Linked DNA regions of Rattus norvegicus: region 1 is linked to region 2. A link is a contact called in public Hi-C data. All regions are on one chromosome and are shown on one strand. The core of a region is the stretch at or near the end of the contact, and the rest is flanking DNA. Distances in the headings are between cores, read along the strand shown.

Region 1 (6,860 bases), core at 2,043-4,542, 120 kb after region 2:
TTTGATAACATAAAATTTAAACTCATGTGGCAGGCACTATTAGCATAGGACAGTTTGCGTCACTGTTATTATTAAAATGCATTGCAAATAAAGGGGTGGAGCTCCGAGATGCAAGGCCTTTCTATAATTTGATAAGAAATGACGATAAACACTAGTAAAGGGTGTAGAAAAACAAGCTGGTGCAATTCAATGCAAAGGGATTTAATGACGCACAAAGAAACGTGCTTGAGTTTAGCATTAGGGCAAGGCAAACAACCTTTTCACTCATTGGACTTACAAATATTTTAAGTGTTGAAACTATTCTGTGTTGAGGAGGCCGGAATGCCGGCATCTTTCTACCTGCTGGGGCAGGGCTGCTGTTTTCTTAGTCAAGATGACAGACAGGTATTACATCTGTAAAACCTTTGATCCAGTGAGGCTTGTTTTTGGAGCATCTGGGCTACAAAATAAAGGCTCCACTTAAAAAGAGGTGCTCCAGTTGGTTGTAGTGCTTTTGGGGAGTGATGGATAGCTCGAAACAATTTAAGTAGATATCAAATGGATGAACGGTTGATATCCACACTCTGGGATTTCTGACAATTTGGAGAGTTAGTTTGGAGTTGTATCTTTTGACCCACAGTGATGTGAACAAATGAAATCGAGTTTTAGAGAGATCAATACATAATAATGCTTTTACTAGAACGAGTGTTTCTGTGCGGGTGCGTATTTGGTAGTGTGAAGGTACGCACTCCAAGCCTTTGACAATAGTTAGCTTGCTGTGGTAAGTGCACATTACTTGAGTGGCTTTAAAATATTAATAAGTCTGTTATAAAAACTTGACCCCTAAGGCTATCAGAATACTGAGTTTGAAATGATGTGTCCCATTTAGATGGATGATGGCTGGAAATACAATGGAGATGTTGAAGTTGTCAAGAGAGAGCAACATGATTCGGGCAGAGCCGCCGGCATGAAGCCTGACTCCAGCCACTTTATTTTGGGCTCATCTAGTGAGAAGGAGGTAGCCACAGGAGAAGATGTGGCAAGCCTGTCCTCTTTCGTACTCCCTTCTTCCTCATCTCTCTCCCACGACCAGGCAGCCTCCTCAAAAGCCACATTCTCATCAACGTCTGGCCTGGATTCAGTGTCTGACTCTGGAGAAGGGAGAAGCTCATCACTGAGGGAAGTTTCAAGGTCCCCGGTAAGTTTAGGAGGGTTCCTAGCCATGGTGACTCAGATACTTGAATATTTCAATCTGGAAACAGTTGTTTAAGCCTTTAGCTTTACAGTACAGATTGTTATTTATAATTACAGAAAAATATAGTATGGTCTATTTTTAACAGAGCGTGGGGGCAGTTGGTCCGTTCCAGCTCTTAGTTTGTAGATCCCAGACAACTTTCCTGACCTGGTAGACCAGTAGTCTCTCGGAGGGTTTGCCTGAGATTCTTATTATTTGACGTTTCTCTAGTTTCTGCTGCAGATCATTAATGTGGTGACTAAGCAAAGCCCTTCTCTGTGGAAATCAGCCAGCTGCAAAGAGAAATTGTCCCATTTAGTGGATGCTGGTCTTTAGGGACACAGCATTTTGTTATCTCGTAAATTTTTTGTGGCTTCTCATACTAATTTCTACTTCGGAATGGCTGCATTTGTGGTTACTCCGGTCCCTCAGTGGGAACAACGAGGCTTAGTTAGAGTTTGACACCTGTGATTCTGAACATTGGGGCTCCAAATAAAACATACCAGCAGATTACAAACGAATGGAATGATTGTGATTTTTCCTGTTTAAAACCCTAACGGATGGCTTTCAACAGAATTATTAGGCGATATATGTGTTTTTTCCAGTCTACACATAAAATCCACTAAAAGTCCTTGTCAAGCAAACAAAGCTTCAAAAACAAAACAAAACAAAAAAACCCCAAAAACCACACACACGCACACACCACACACCCCTAAAACTTATGTTAAGCAACTTGCTAGCTGTATAAACCCTTTTACCTGGATGCAATTTTAATCTTTGGCTTGTTTGATCCCTAAATCCTTTTTGTTTTTTTTTTTTGGATTTTTTTCATTTATGTTTGTTTTGTAGAATTTTCTTTCTTTTTTCTTTCTTTCTTTCTTTCTTTTTTTTTTATTGACTATTTTCTTTATTTACATTTCAAATGTTATCTCCTTTCTCAGTTTTCCCTCTGGAAATCCCCTATCCCATCCCCCTACCCCATCCTTCTATGAGAGTGTTCCCCCACCCTCACTCACTCCCTCCTGCCTCCCCGCCCTGGCATTCCCCTACACTGAGGCATAGAGCCTTTACCATGGTCCCTAAATCCTTATAGTCTTACTGGAACATAGTTGTTTTCCAAGGCAAAAGATAAAATGTCGCTTGAATATGTGAATAAAATAGGTTTATGGGAAAATAGTTTTACATAGCAGATATGTTTAGGTTTATTAGATTTTTAATTGTATAAGAAAATTAAAGTAAAAAAAAAAATCTCAACCTTCCTCCCTGCCTTCATGCTATGGCACTTACTTAGTATCTGAGAAATAAGAGGAATGCAAGGAAAAAATCCTTGATGAATATAGTGTTCAGAAATAACCAGTGTCAGCATTTACAAAACTCTGTTTTGTTTTCATTTGGTGATAGATATTTTCTAGTTCTTGTTGTTCAGCTGCCTTTTCCTGTACATATTTACACATATATCTCTAAGGAAAGTTTTTTTTCCAGCTTGTAAGAATTGTCAGTTATAAATTACAGATACATTTTAAAGGAATTAGGAATTTGGTCATCATTATAGCTCTCAATGGGTAAGACCTGTGTATTATACTTGGGGACCATAGGGCATCAATAGGTGATTATAAAAACAGGACGAGGTGTCTCCTGTCCTGTGGATTTGTGCATTACCTTCCCACTTCCAATGATCAAATGTAACAAAGCAGCTTGCTGAATGTGCTGCCTGTTGGATGCTGGGCCCTCCTTCAAGGTGGCAGCTGGCAAACTGTACCCATGGATTAGGAAAGAGAGGCCATGTGTGGTGTGTGTGCGTGGGTGCATCCTCTGCTCTGGCAACTGCAAGAAGTCCAGGATGAACCTGGCTTGTTCCAGGTTTCCTCACAGTGGATTTATGCTGTCGTCATTAGGTTTGAAGCCGTATTCCGGCTGTGCAGGATTTGGCTGCATTTAACTGTTGGAGCTAGTGGAATTCTTGAGCAGTGTTGTATTTCGAATGGTGACTTGCTTGTCTGTATTTGGACTATCCACTTCTGTGCTACCAGGAGCACGTCTAATGGAGCTGGCTGGCTCTAGAGAGGCTGTGCATGCACAACAGCTGTCTCGTACCATGGTCAGGCTCTTGGTACGTCACTCTGTCAAATGTGTGCCCAAGCTCTCTCTGTAACTCTAGATGTTCATAGGGAAGAAACACCTCGGTGCTTTAGTAGCTGTGGAAAACCATGTTCTTCTAGTCTTTCCCTTCACTCCCCTGTGTTTTTGCTGCTAAAAGGCCTTATACTTATGCCTCCAGGATCTCCCATTCGATGACCCTGTTTAATCTCAGTTGCCACTATTCTAATCCAGGTCCTGTCAATGCACATGGTTGGAAGTAGCCTCGGGTGTGTTGCTCTTTACCAAAGATTCAGTAATTTTGCTGTTCTAGAATCTCCTGAAGCATTCTGTTCTTTGGATGAAGTTCAGGGAACTCTGTGGAATACTGGTATTCCTCATGAATGAGTTCAGATTCCCTTTTTCATACCTCAGGATGAACATGGGCTGGTCAGGCTTCACAGGGCGTTATATGAGTAAACACTTACCACAGTCCTGGGATGTCGTCACCACCGTTTTTATCCTTACCCACAGAAAACTGAAAGCATAGATGGTCACACCACCTGTTCAAGGCCATCCATCGCACTAAGTGCTGGGGTTGGGATCAGAACTCAAGAGTTTGCTGCTGGCATTCGCCTCTGTATTTGCTGTATTCTGGCTGTGTCTCTCAGGAGCGATCTATATCCGGCTCCTGTCGGTCTGCACTTCTTTTTACCCAATTGCCTGCCTCTGACTGCATCAGGGAAAGAGAGGTGCCTAAGGAAGCTAGTTTTGTTTGGGCACACCAGATACGTTAGTCATTATTCTTCTCCAATTTGAAGGTGTTTACTCTGCTTATCTGTTCTTATTCAAGTTCTTCAAAGCCCAGGCCAAACCACCTCTTTCATGATCCCCGTACTTTATCTTCCTTGTTGGAATTGAACCAACCACCCTTGAAAGTTAAACTCACTAATTTCTTCCTTGTTGCAAATATCCTCGTCTTCCCCCTTCATAGATAGTCTTTGTGCCTTTTCAGTCAACATGCAGCTGTCAGTTAATGCTGACTTGACCTACATCAGTGCTGGTCCGAGCTACATTCAAGGCCCTGGTTGCCAGCCTCAAAGTGTGATCCTGATCGGGGAGGCGATTTCAAATGCTTTTTCCGTTCTTGAGTGTGGGGACTCTTGGGTTGACGGGTGCTTTTGGAATCCAAGTTCTGAGATGTTACATAGAAGCATTTTAAAAGCGCCAATGAGGCAGGGGATGGAAACCCATTCTGAACTGTGCTGATAGGGTAGTTTGGCTCATAAAGCGGTGAAGACAATGCCAGGGCAAGAGTTGACCATGACTGTGTTCACCTTGGCCAGTGAAACTTCCTGTTCCTCCCCGTGACTGAGCTGTAGGTTTCCCACCCCTTTTCCTTCCTCTGCCTTCTCTCTCAGAGATTTCATCATCTCCCACCCCCACCCCTACCCCCTCCTCCCCCTCCTCCCTGGGCAATTTAGGTTGCTAGGAGACCAAAGATAAGAGAAAGATTTTGATTTCCAGTACTTCCTGTCTCTTCAACTGCCTTGCCTTGCAAAGCTGGCTTTCAAGATCTCCCCTACAAGCTTGTTATTATAAGTTTCTGTTTTCCGTCCTTTCAGAGCCTCCTGCGCTCAAACACCGCCCAATTCTGCCTCCCAGAATCTCTGCCTCAGCCTTTCAAAACAATTCTTATTAGATAATAATAATAATAATAATAATAATAATAATAATACATTTGAAAGTAGGAAACTTTTTATGTGATTTTGATTCCGTTTATGGACTGACTATGGCTCAGTGGTAAGAGCATTGGCCCCACGATAAGGTTCTAAGTTCAATTCCCCAGTGCCGACAAGGAATCCCTTTAAATATCAGGGGTGATTCTTATTCTAGTTTTAATCCCATGCCTTGTTCCTTACACCTCTGACTAGAGCCAGTTTACTGTGAAGGCAAGAAGCAAACCCATGTTTCTCCTGTTAGCATGGGACTCGAATGTGTCTTGTTGGCTTTCAAACTACGATAGCATGAGTTAAATAGGATTGTTTTTTTTTTTTTTTTTTAGTTCATCTGGAAACTGCTTAATCGGCATGTGTAGTATGTTTAATGTGTTTCCAAGGGAAACAATGAAATTAAGTCTTGAGCCTCAGCCATGGCTGTTGGCACCTTTTAAATGTTTCATTTAATTAATGTCAGTGACCCTCAAAGGAGGCGATATTGTCTTGAAAAACTTGAAAGTTCAGCTATTGACATGCCCCAGGCTTCTGAAAAATGGCCCTCACTCCATTTTCTGATAAGTTAAGCAGTAATCCTGATCAGTTCCTCTCCTCTTTCTTCTTCTTCTCTACTATGGCATGGTCAAATTTTGAGGATTACCTTACATAATTAGGACATTGGCATTGACTTATTCTTTAAAAAAATTAATAGTGTGCCTGTGTCTTTCTGTGTGTGTGTGCTTGCCACAGGCCAGAAGATGGTGTAGGATCCACCAAAGCTAATTTATAAGTGACTGTAGAATACCAGACATGGGTGCTAGGAACCGAACTTGGGTCCTCTATACCAACAGCAAGATAATTATTATTATGGATATATATATATATATAGAGAGAGTGTGTGTATGTGTATGTGTGTGTGTGTGTTCATTGGTTACAGCAGCTGCAGCACAGGTGACAGCTCGTGGTGTAACAGAAGAGAAGTGTAAAATCACAGACCGTGCAACTTTACCCTTTACCACTGAACCATCTCAGCCACTTCTGATTATTTTTAACATTGCTATGCTTTTCACATTTTATAACCAATAGAGATTGAAGTATCTTCTGGCCCACAGTGATAAAGTTATCTCAAACTGGCCTTGATCTCTCAATTCTCATTCCTCAGCCTTCCAGGTATTATGGTTATAATCATCACCCTTGTGCCTGACAATGAAATCATTCTTAAAACAATTCTTTGGAGAGGTGACATATACGTATGAAACTCACCTGAACTGAACTTTTTTCAGAAATGCAGGATTTGAATTCAACCAAGCTGGCACTAGGGAGCTATTGGTAATGTCAAATTTGGGTGTGGTGTAATCAGTATGTTCTATTAGTAGATTTCTGACAGCTGTGGGGAAGGAGGGATGGAGATACAAGAGAAAAACAGGAGGTGGTAAGAAGAGAGAGAGGGAAATATGCCTCTGAACTCTGATGGGGATGTACAGAAAGGGTGAAGAAGATGGGTTCATTTGTGGTCATAGCCCATAAACTTGAGAGCACATTATTGAAAGCACGAGCAAGACAGCAGAAGGAGTAAATTCAGGGGCAGAAGGGAAAGAAGCAGAGAGAGGCATTTCTAACTCTCACCGTGGTTGGGTAGTGACACATGTAACATGTGAAAATCCTTAGGAGGTAGAACATGTCTTGGAGGAAGATGTTTCAATTGTGAAGCCTTTGGACCTAGTGGTTTAAGACGTGTTGGTGAGCGCAAGTTACTTAGAAAGGCTTATGGTCAGAAAGATTGTGACTGGTTGATGACCGATTGACTCCTCAATGAGATAGAAGGGGAAGGACACACTGATTAAGACTAAGCTGTG
Region 2 (6,132 bases), core at 19-2,518:
ATGGGGGCTGAGAGGTGAGGAGCCTGAGTGTATTGGTTGATGTGACTTTCGGAAAGCCAAAGCAAGATGGCTATTTTTAAGGAGTGCAAAGTCGATTTTGAAATGTATCCAAGAGTCAGAAATGAAGGGTGAGCCATCCATCCATCCGTCAGAGGAGACTGGATTCATATCTGTGCTGGAAGCCGACTAGAACCTGTGTGGTTGGGGTATGTGGATCTGGAGCGATGAGGAAGGACAAAGACTCTGAGATTTGAGTTTGGGCAGTGCAGAAAACGTAAATCCCAGGATTTCCACAGAAAGTGAGGTGTGCTTGGCTCTCAGAGGGCTGTTCCCCCAGTTGTATTGGAGGTGAGGAGTGGGGCAAGATTCTTCTAGATGACGTACTCCTCTGGGAGAGTAAAGTTGAGGCAGGATGGCCTCCAAGGACCGGCCAGAGCTACATGTCTAAAACAATTTGCTGCTTGCAGTTTGCCACCGTGAGAAAACATTTGTAAGGCGGGCGAGCCCCAGAGTTTGAAGCAAGGAAGTGGTTCACAGCCCAGGTGAAGCAAATCTTCCTTTGGAGCCTTCACGATTAACCCATGCGCTCCCGCTTCCTAAACAGTCCAATCCTGCCACAGGCTCTGCTCAGTTTGGATACTTAGTCATGCAAGGACCTATACTGCCTGCCACGTGGTAACCCTGGGCCAGGGAAGCAGATCTCTGTGTTAGCCATGCTCCTGAGCCCCAGCTCACAAGCTGGGGGAGGGAAATCGTTAAGAGGACTGAGGAGATTCTCAGAAGTCTTAAGAATGAGTACGAGTTTGACATCTGAACACTTTTTATGTCAGGATTTCTTTCTGTAAAAATGCATATACATTTCTAGTATTGAGGATGGAAGCCAGGCTTTCAACTATGCTAGGACAGTGTTGTAGCACTGAACTACGTGTCCAGTTACTCTTAATATTACTTCAACTATACTAAGTTGTTCCACGGAGGATCCCGAATCTACAGGTAAACTGATTCTATAATATACAAACGTTTACATACAAAGCGTCAAAAATCTATCCGAGTGGTCCAACAATGGTTCTGTGGGAACACAATGAAGGCTACACTTTTGTGGCATTATAAAAATATTTCCCACTTTCACCCAATACCACCTTAGATTGCGTTTTAAACCTCAACATGAGCTGTTTTGTTGAAATACTTTTTAATAATGTGCCTGGATCTGGTCATTAACATTTTAGACTCCTGCAGTACTGAGAATGTGCCAGACAGTGGCAGCAGAGAGCAGAGACGGATTTCAGGCTTAGTTTCGTTTGCCTCCATAGAGGTGACGGTTGGTGCAAATTTGTTCTCTCATAAGGAAGCCCGAGGTACCTGTTCAAAATCAAACACATACCGGCGGGATCCGGCCTTCATGGCAGGTCCTAAGTCCTTCTCATCCAAACAGTTCTTCTCAGAGTCAGGTCTCAGTGACACCCTGAGTCAGAGAATTTCTGGGCCAGCCCAAGTTGTTTGAATCAGAATTTTCCAGAGAAAGGCCTAGGGATTAGGTTATGTTTCACTAGCTCCATAGGCAGCTAATCTTAGACTCAGTTAGAGTTATTCTATGGAATGAATATCGTGTCTATGAGGTGGTGTTCACAAACCAGGCAAGGAGGCAAAAGGGCAGCGAGAACATTCCCCCCCCACCCCCCCATGGCTCAGGGTCAGTCACTCTTGGTTGTGAGGTAATGCTGTCCAGATACTGTTCTCTGTTTTCAAAGGGAAGCCATTACTGCACCAACATTGCTAAGGGAGGTCCTTGGGTTGCCCCAAGAAGGATTCCTAAGGTCATCAGTATTTGGGGGAGGAAACCCAATTAGTTAATTTCTATGGGTCTATAATGTATGTGGTATGTTATATGTCTTAAGCTCCAAAATGGTATTTAAGAATTATTCTCTAAGTTTTAAACAAATCACTCCAGTAAGTACAAATGAAACTAGTTCTTGGTCGAGCATATTTTAGATGAGTAAGTTAAACTTTTGAGGTAAACCGCAAATGTGATTGAGACCTCCGAAGGCTCGGAAAGAGTCTAAGGAGAAGAACTCACCATGTAAGTTGCCTGAGGAAGGGATTTCTTAACAGTTCTGTTGTTGGAAGCGTGGCTCACTGCAGAAGACAGCTAATGGGCGTCTGTACACCCAAGTGCTGGGGCCCTATTTGTTAATGCTCTTAGGTGTGTTTTAGGTTTCATGTGTTGAAAACACATGAAGTAAGTAAGGAAAAAAGATAATAAATGGGCCGAGGAGATCTTAATTCTGTGGAATTGTCACTCACAATGCCAAGGACACACAGTGACCTTTTTTGTCTGGCGTCTTTCCTTCTACCTGTTTCCAAGAGTCATCTGAGTGATGTTTCGCTATATGGTTTTCATTGTAGTCAGTTTATTCATTCACTGGTTGATAAACTTTTGGGTTACACCCACTTCTTATGCTTGCCATGAGCGATGCTCCGTAAATATAAATGTTTGTGCCAGAGAGTTCATGCAGAGAAAAGGTTTTCATTTTCTCTGAGTTCAAAGTGGGCACAGAATTGTAACCTTGTCTTTGCCTCCTGGGAATTCATTCATTGCTGAGTTGGTTGTTGGAAGCTTGACAAGCAGATTTCTGAGGAACTGCATCGCTGTCGATTAGCACCACAGACAGACTTAGGAGTAGACCTCCGAGGAGAATCGTGAGCAGACATGCTTATGTCACAGACATACGAACTCTGTCTCTCAATGCCAAGCTTACACCGAAGTCACCGAAGGGTAGAACCTCAATTCGAAGTCCATGTAGGACTCTTCAACCTGTAACTGTGATGTAGACACACCATTTCTGAAAAGGAATGTTTCCCACAGTGATGACTCTCACGGGAATTCACGGGGAGGTGAGGCACGTCCTTGTTGAGACTTGTCCTTGTGTGTGAGACATTTCTGCACAAAACAGCAGCATCTTTTGACTCCCAAAAGCCCGTGATTATATTAAGCATTATAACTATACTTAAAATATTCTGATAATGGATCTTCACATCCACTTACGACGTGTAGACCTGCTACTTAAAAACTCGTTGATCTGGGAAAAATAACTCCTGCACTAGTCAGGGCTTTGGGGAGACTTTTTCTCGACTTTTTTTTTTGGTTCTTTTTTTCCGGAGCTGGGGACCGAACCCAGGGCCTTGCGCTTCCCAGGTAAGTGCTCTACCACTGAGCTAAATCCCCAGCCCCTTTTCTCGACTTTTTGAATACTTTCTGTACCACTTGCTACAGGTTAAATTCGAGTATGGACCTACGTTTGGAGACAATTTATTCTTTAGACGTAGTAACGTAGAACTAGAATGTGTGAAAAGAGCACCTTTGGGGAGTTGGATGTTTTCAGAGACCTTAACTTGCGTCTAAACAGGGCTCATGTAGTCTTGGCTTTTGTGCCTACTGTCAGCACTGAAGGGAATCTTCCTTTCTTCTCATAGTTTTACTTAGTTCTTCCCACTTGTGTTTACCTCTGGGCTCCATTGCTACAGTCACTTAGAGAGATTAGCTTAGACTATAAGATTAAAGTGGGTTATGGCACTTGGGGTGTAACTTGTCCTCCGTCAGAAATTACTTTGCTTCTTTGCGCAAGGCGTTTAGCCCAGCTGGCATTCAGCTTCATAATGGCTGAATGAGAACCTCGAGGGTTTAGACTCTTTATTTCAGATTTTGCTATCTCTTTCCCTGTGTGGGCCCCTGGGTCTGGGGAGCTTACACCGGGAGGTGCGATTACCACACCCAGTCTTAGAGGAAGGTCTCGAAGAGGGCAAGTGGCCTTGGAAACATTTCTAGACTTGTGACCACCATGAAACTCTGGAATCTGTTTAGAATTGGTGATCTGTGCCGTTCCGATGACCACAGACTTGGAAGACTTGGGAGTTGGCTTTGGTTTTGCTATCAGATGATATTAGTGTTGGCAAAAAATAGTTCTGGTGTATTCCAGAATATTATGTAGCACGATGCCAGAGCTTCATAGAGGCTAGCGATTGGGGAGCCGTGGCCCTCAGAGCCTTGTTATTTGCTGAATATACACTCTCAGTTCACCAGTTCACATGCTGCAATTCAGAGGTTTAACCACAGATTGCAGAGATGGCCTCGCCTTAAAATACCGTTTTTTGCCCACACACTTCAAAACAGGGTTAGACTCTTAAAGGGGAAATGAAGACAGCTTATTTTTTTTTTAATTAACTTTTCAGCAAATGGACAAAATAATTTATTTAGACAGTTTAACTGGGAAGCTAAAGTCTAGTCTGAGTTCAGGGGAATTTTCCAATAACAGGTCTATCGTGTATGAGCTCTTGTTTAAAGGGTTATTCCCACCTATAGGGGTGTATCACTAGAGTGCCTTGCTGTGGTGAGACACCATGCCAAAACTAAGTTATGAAGGAATGGGTTTATTCTGCTTATACCTCAAGGCAAGTCTGCCACTGAGGGAAGTGAGAACAGTTACTGAATGGGGAGAGGACCTGGAAGCAGGAGCTGATGCAGAGGCCATGAAGGAGTGCTGCTTATGGGCTTACTCCCATGGCTTGCTCAGACTGCTTTCTTAAAGAACCCCCAAGACCACCATCCCAGGGGTGTCCCCACCCACAGTGGGATGGATTCTCCCAGTGATCACTAATTAAATGAAATGCTTCCTAGGCTTGACTCCCTGTAGCCTGATCTTCCAGAGGCATTTTTTTCAGTTAAGGTCTCCTTCTCTCAGATGGCTTCTCTCAGATGTCAAGTTGACCTAACACAAGCCGGGACACTAGAGTGAAATGTTTTCACAGACCTTGGTTTTTATTCCTGAGCAGCTGGCAAGATTTGTTTCTCCCCTGTCTAAGTTGGTGTTGTGAGTAACCCGAGCATAGGAATCAAAGCTGTGTCTTTCTCCAAAACCCTAGTCACCTCTTCCCCTGGAGATCCTCTTCATGTAACCGTTTATCTTCTTGCCTGTATGTGGTCCTAGGATGAGCAATTGGGTTTCCTATGTGCACTGAGCATGCACAGGTCAGCTGTATCTTACTTAGCCAGTCAGAAGCTGACTGATATAAAGCGTGTGGTAGGGACTGGGGTGCGTGAGGCATAGGAGGTAGGCTCCTCTGTGCACTTGGAGGTCATCAGATTTGATGTTCAAAGCTTACTGACCCAAGTCTCAACTTGAATCTATAACTCACTTTTCTTTATATATAAACAGATATATTGATTACTTTTCTGGTTGTTATTGCCAAATGTCCGACAAGAAAGAACGGCTTAAAGGAGCAGGGGTTTATTCCGCCTCATGGTCTGAGGGGATTCTCGCTGTCAGTGCAGGAGCTTGGGGCTGCCGATTTGTACCTTTGTCAACCCGGAAGCAGAATCCTGATAGGAGGCAGGCAGAGCTACAAACACAAAGGTGTTACACAGTAGGTCCACTTTTCCTGGTGAGGCTATACTTCTGGAAGGGTCTGCAGCTTCCACAAACAGCATCATCATCTGAGGACCATGTGTTCAAACACACCAGCCTATGGGAGACATTTCACAAGGAAGGCATCAAGTCAGGAAGGGTGATGGGGGCCCCAAAGCACAGAGCAAGAATGGATTGGCACCATATGGGCTTAGTTTATAGCACGGGGGACCAAGGTCAGAAGAAATTAGGATGCTTCTTTTCATTGTCCAGGGAGTTTGGGACCTCCCATCTAAGTTTCTCTGACTCCTACTATTTCTTTGGAAGGAAGGGGTGCTCTTTGTGAGCATAGTTTACAAGGTAAGACCTATTGTTTTTTGGGGGAAATTAGCTTTTCTAATACAACAAGCAAACTTTTCAGTAAATTTACTTTGAACAAAAGAAAGAAGTATGGGGTGGACCCTTATTCTCTTTGGGTTAGTTATTTTGTCTAATGTGTGCTGTGAGCCATCATCCTTGTATTCGTGAATTTTGGGCATGTTAAAGATATCTGTCAAAATTACTATATTCTAAACAGTAGTCGACATGAATTTTGTATTGTCAGAGGAAAGTCAGTTGTTTTGTGGAGTCATGAGGATATGCAGTGGTTGCTTCCAAAATGGAGAGGGGGTGGGGATGGACTCATTGCAAGCTCTAGAGGTGGACTGAAAAGCTTGTTAGCTCCCTTTGTACC

What was found. A called contact is a pair of places that touch in the nucleus more often than the background predicts.
Region 1: a contact with region 2 is called in a Hi-C map of psoas muscle, with 2.3 times the contacts expected there. The contact joins two enhancer-like sites. A contact is called at or near these places in 3 of 12 Hi-C or Micro-C datasets (kidney, liver and psoas muscle).

The regions. Positions count from the first base shown.
Region 1 is chr15:85,148,904-85,155,763 of GRCr8, forward strand. Lmo7 (LIM domain 7) reads left to right here. Exons shown (of 31, transcript NM_001001515.2): 15 at 869-1,177. Among named protein-coding and RNA genes, the nearest start is that of Lmo7, 170 kb to the left of the region's middle. Within about 2 kb of position 3,293, at least 11 of the 93 cell types and tissues checked have an H3K27ac peak or open chromatin away from gene starts, as enhancers often do.
Region 2 is chr15:85,035,888-85,042,019 of GRCr8, forward strand. The region is part of intron 1 of Lmo7 (LIM domain 7); the gene reads left to right. Among named protein-coding and RNA genes, the nearest start is that of Lmo7, 57 kb to the left of the region's middle. Within about 2 kb of position 1,269, at least 15 of the 93 cell types and tissues checked have an H3K27ac peak or open chromatin away from gene starts, as enhancers often do.